Regions from separate parts of the Mus musculus genome. Here region 1 is linked to region 2. Evidence: chromatin contacts called from public Hi-C data. All regions are on one chromosome and are shown on one strand. The core of a region is the stretch at or near the end of the contact, and the rest is flanking DNA. Distances in the headings are between cores, read along the strand shown.

The links. A called contact is a pair of places that touch in the nucleus more often than the background predicts.
Region 1: a contact with region 2 is called in a Hi-C map of cortical neurons, with 3 times the contacts expected there. The contact joins the promoter of 4930503O07Rik here to the enhancer-like site in region 2. A contact is called at or near these places in 7 of 484 Hi-C or Micro-C datasets (cerebral cortex, cortical neurons, embryonic fibroblasts and 2 more).

The regions. Positions count from the first base shown.
Region 1 is chr1:194,221,179-194,224,075 of GRCm38.p6, forward strand. It overlaps 4930503O07Rik (RIKEN cDNA 4930503O07 gene), which reads right to left and starts at 1,581. Exons shown (of 3, transcript NR_040477.1): 1 at 1,251-1,581.
Region 2 is chr1:194,048,737-194,051,529 of GRCm38.p6, forward strand. No RefSeq gene overlaps it. Among named protein-coding and RNA genes, the nearest start is that of 4930503O07Rik, 170 kb to the right of the region's middle. Within about 2 kb of position 1,370, at least 7 of the 459 cell types and tissues checked have an H3K27ac peak or open chromatin away from gene starts, as enhancers often do. A contact at or near this core is called in cortical neurons, where this site is marked.

The sequences.
Region 1 (2,897 bases), core at 331-2,830, 170 kb after region 2:
TGCAGACATAACCCTAGCACAGGAACCCCCTGAGGCTGTAATAATCTCTTTCCCACCTAGCGTCCAGTCTTAGAGGTCAAGTCCTTATAGGGAACTTCTCGATAGTTGCACAAGAAGCTTTGGTCTTCTCAACTCTTGGTTTGAGACAGGACTTGAGGAGACTTTTTTACCTGCCTTTTTTGTTGTTGTTTTTAAGAAAAGTAATAATTTATAAAAGGTCACAAAACGTATATAGTCCCACTTGTGAGTTCCCAAAAGAAATTACACAATGTTTCCAGAGAGTCTGGCTTTAGGAAAGTTTTAGAAACAGGCACTGTTCACTGCTGTTCAGAGAATATGGTAAGTTACATCTATTTTCTTAGTTTCTATTTCTTATTTCTGACTTGGATGAAAATGATAGTAACTCTTTCCAAGACCTCTTTAATACAAAGCTTATGGTTAGAACCAAGCTCATTAAACAAATCTTTGTCCAGTGCTGTTCATATTGCCACCCCACATATTTTCAGTTTCTGAAAAACTTAACAAAGAAAATGGAAAATCTATTCTTATTTCACTTTCCTCTTGCTAATTAAGAGGTATTGTTCATTATTATCATTATTTTTAATAGAATACTAGATAGGACTGGAGAGATGACTCAGAGTTCTTGCTCCTTTTGCAAAGAGTCTGTGTTAATTTCCCAGGACCCACATTTGGCAGCTCATACTGCCTGTAATTCTGGCCACAGACGTGCAGTGACTGTCTCCATGAGCACATGTATGTATGTGTCTACACATATACATATACATCATAAACATATGCATATATATATATACATCACATACATATATACAACATACATATACATCATATACATATGCATATACATATACATCATATACATATACACATACACATACACATATACATCATATGCATATACATCATATACATATACATATACGTCATATACATATGCATATACATCTATATCCAGCATACACATTTACATAGCTAAATCTTAAAAGTATGACATACTAAACACAAGTTTTCCAGGAGTTTATCTAGATCATTTCCTCCCACTAATCAATGTTAGAAAAGTGGCAGTTATATTTACTGAGTTAAAACCAAATAGGGAACCTTAAGTTAGAGAAGGAAATAGGTTGAACAGACTTGGCTTCCACCTAGAAATTCTAACAGATCAGGTCCAAAGGCTTTCTAGGATGACAGGACTCTTAGATATAAGACACATGCATATGTTAGGCACAGCATACCCTCCTTGCTGTTCTCGGTGCTTCTCTTAGGTCACAGATGGACTTTTATCACAGTTGTTCTCTCTGCGAAAAATGCCACCTTAGGGTTCCTGCACTTGAGAGTGCAGGAAGTGCAACTGAAGATCAAGTGAAATAGAACAAATAAATGGACTGACTGGAAGGTCCTAACAAAAGCCCTCACAGGTAGTTCTCATCCTGTGTATCTGATGACTCCATGTACCTCTGTGATGCAGATCCTATGAGCATACAGGATGTGACTGCCCAAGATGCCATAGTTGATATGGGAATCTCCCTGAGGGTAGACTGAGGGTAGCTCCTTACATGGCCGGCTGAAGCACTGCTGGAGTGCTAAAGAGAGGTTACTGGCTGAGGAATTAGACACTTACATTGTTGTGTAATAATTGGTGGCATTCATTTTTCATCACGCTGCTCTCCTTTTGAGGAATTCAGATAAACAAGTTAGTTGCCTTTTTCCAGATGCCTCATGGGGTACCAGTGCATCTCTGAGCCCTACAGCGGAACGAAGAAAATGTCAATGTACCAATAAGCAAGAAAGGGTGGTGTCCCTCGTTTTTATGTGTATTTCAGAGTACTTCTGATCCTTGAATAGGGCTTCTGTCGCCGTGGAGATGGGACTCCAGGTTTCTTCCACATTAACTACATGCCCTTTGAGAAGCTTCCTCTGTAAGAATCCAGATGTTCTGTGGCAGCAGAAGTTTTTCAAGGGACGTGCCATCTAGCGGCCGCCATTGTGAAGTGCAGCCTGCCGCTCAGCTGGCCCGTTGCTAAGGGCAGCAGCTGCAGCAGTTCATCTCCCTGTCTGAGGCAGAGAATCATGGGATGTTTACACTGAGAGCGACCTCCAGAGATTTCCTGTCAAGACATCTGCCTCCAACCAGCACGAACAATATGTCTTATGCTTATAGTGTTGTAAAAAAACAGTTACAAATAGTACCACATTTTAATTCTCACACCAGCCCCATGAAAGTTGATGTAATCATTATTTCCGTTTTAAAGATGAAGCTATGATCACTCATAACTTAAGTTTCTTGAGCACAAATCACAATATCTCCCCTTCAAGTCAACCATTTGCTGACCTCAGGAAAATATGTGGGCATTTAGAGACTTAAAAGAGACGTATCTAGTCCATCCTACATCTGAGTTTTTGCTGGAAAATCAGGCCAGTGTTTGGAGCTGAATTTACATAAATAGCTTTGAGTTATGAGCAAGTTTATTCTACCTGAAAATTTATCTCCAAAATTCTCTGTCAATGGACAAATCAAAGGGTCTGTGTGAAGGTCTCAGAAAGAATTGCCATGAGCCAACTATGGAGAGGAGGGGCTGAGTCCAGCAGCTGGGTTGATGAGGCACCTGGGAATACAGGAGAGGAGAGGGTATCAGAACAGGACTTGTAAGAAGAAATTAAGCCAGATATAACGGCGATGTGAAGTCACTGGGCACATCTAAAGTTCCTGCTTTAAATATTCAGCAGTCTTTGGGGAAGGAAATGAATTAGCCAATAGGGCCATCAGACAGCTGAATGAAAAGAGTGTTTGAAAGTAGGGGAGGGGGGGATCCACTATTTACTTACTCAGCAACCATTAGAGACTCTAGTTTCTCACAGAGGTTGAAAGCTCTGTGTCTGAA
Region 2 (2,793 bases), core at 120-2,619:
CTATTTTTGTTTTCCTGGATATCTTGAAGTGAGTTCCCTCACCTACATGCCTCTCTGTGAGATGGTGTACTATCTAAGACTCAAAGCAATAGCTCTAAGAGATGATAGATAATCTTTCTCAAACCAAGAGCCAAAGTAAACCTTTCCTAACTTTAAGTTGACCACTTAGGTGTTTTACCACAAGAATCAGAAGTCTTTTCAGCACATCAAGAGATGTAAATGCTGCTTATCTAGAGACTGAGATCTGAGAACTATTGGTGTAGACTCTGGGTGCATCAATGCTGTCACTGACATTCAGATGGTCCCATAAATTCAATAATCTCATAAATACAAAGTCCTTCTAGTCTCCCATTACAGTAAGCTGTGCTGTTACTCTTATGCATTTCTTTCTGGTCTCTCATCTGCTCTATCCTCAGTCTGCTCTTTTCTACCCAACCAATGGGCAGAAAAATATGAGGGGCAAGCTTATCCCATAGGAAGCATGTGTGATCAACAGGGTGGATCTTATTGTCCAGATGGTGCCTAGGAGGAAGCAGAAATGTATTTGGTTGACTTCTGTGACATACCTAAAGGATGTTTGCATTTCATTTTGTCTGTGAAAGTTTAGTTGTGGCCTCAATTTTCTACTTTGCATCAGTGCTGATTGCATCCAAGCCTTGTTTCTATGTTTGTGTTTCCTTTCTAAATAATGGGCACCTTACCATGCCCTGTCTTGTCTTTGCAGAGAACAGGAGCCCTGATGGTGGAGTTGGGGTTTGAGGGAGGATATCAGCAGCAGAAGAAGTGCATACTATTTCGAAGAGCCTCAAATCCCTTCTGTAAGTCTCACCAACATGACTGCTGAACAAGGACAATAATAGATGTGCTAAAATAAACCAGGGGAAGTCCACAAGTCCTCACTTCCACACAGAACTACAGGTAACTAAGAAATGCTGAGAGTGGAAGAAATAATCATGCTTTTTTCTTAATGGGGAAGAATATAAGCACATATAGGGTGTGGAGAGGAGGAAGAAAAAGAAACAGGTTTTCCTGCTTGCTTTACTCATGCTGCTCTTCCTGTGTCTCAGTTCCCCACAGTTAGTGTAAGAACTGGAGAATGAGCATCTGGCTGAGGCTAATTTTTGTTACAATCACGATTCTGACAAGCTCAACGGTGCCCAACTATATATGTAGGCAGAGGTGCTTAAAATAGCCTTGCAACTACCACCAGCTCGAAGAAGCATTATATACAAGAAGAAAAGATAGCATTATGTGCCAAGTAAGGTTCAAAGCAAGACATTCATGTTGAAATCAGTTTCCTTCCCACACCAGAGTTTACTGGGAGAGAGAAAATAGCTGCTGAGTCTATTCTGGCTGCTGCTTATTTATACACACATCCCTGTTCCTTCTGGGATGTCTTCTATATAGAAAGTCTGAGCCACTCTAAGTGTCTCTTCTGCAGAGATTTTACATTACATAGCTATCTTAGGAGTTGGGTACTAGTCATTTTAGAGTAGCAACCAGCTACTAGATGTATAAACACCCCACTTTTCATGACGGTTTTGCATGAATCTTCTCCTTTGGATTATTTATATAAGATGTTTAAAATTGTAGGCACTCCTTGTCCTCAACTTAGTGGTAGAAAAAATGTACCTCAAAGGCACAGAGTGACTCACCCAAGGTCCAGAGAAGCTTGAAACATGAAATGAGTTTAGAATTGATGGAGCTCTGCTCCACACAACACTGAACACAGGTTTGTGCCAGTGAACCTTCAGCCCTAGCATTAAAGGAGGCTGATTATTTTCCCTTCCTACAGTCTACCCTATGAGAATAATTTGTCAAATTATTTCTTATATAACTCTGGTAAAATTTAGATCAAATAGATCTTTTAGATCAAATAGATCTTTTTAATGATAACTTATCAATGTGCCTAGTATTTGCTTCAGTAAAATCCCACTATATATATATATATATATATATATATATATATATATATATATATATATAATCAGATATCTAGCACTGATTGTGTCCAAAGCTATCTTAGAGATATTTATTTATTTGTTTATTTATTTATTTATTTATTTATTTGGGAAATGTTCCTCTCAATGCTTTTTCTCTGCCTTTGTTCTTTCTGAATACCTCATGTATATGTTTATCTTGTCACTCAATGTATTTTAATATTATATCAGCAAGTATCTGCTAAGGCTAGGTTTATCACAGAAATGTGCTATGACTTAAATATTCTTCTCAGTAAGGTTTTTTCTTCTTCCACATGTCTTATAATCACAATCAAGACAACCTACTTTACTCTTTTGAATTCCAAGCTCCAGCTCTTGTTCCAAAATCCCTGCATTATCAAGACATCTAGAAATGTCTGACAGTCGCATCATCATGGAAACTGAGTGAATACTTTGAGAGAAAGTAGTTATCTGTCTTGATGAACCTCAGACAAATGGCAGGAGACTGACAAAAAGCAAAGGCCAAGCATGCCTTTCTAATGTTTCTTTTCTCTAAAAAATACTGCTTTCCACATGTGTTCACTAAGAACTCTTCCTCAAGATGTTTTGTGTCATAACAAAATGGTGGGTGATTTGGGGTACTAGGGTGCCTGCTTTGGCATTTCCTGGGACTTCTCTTTCCAGCTTGGGCTTTGATTTCATTTGCTGTGAGTTTCTGGGTTTCATTCAGAGCAGAGAGCTGGTGTTGTGACTACTCCCCCTCCCCCCCCCCCCACATTTGATCTTACTGCATTAAATTCCAGATGTTTGTTTGTTTTGTTTTGTTTTGTTTTGTTTTGTTTTCACAAGTTTT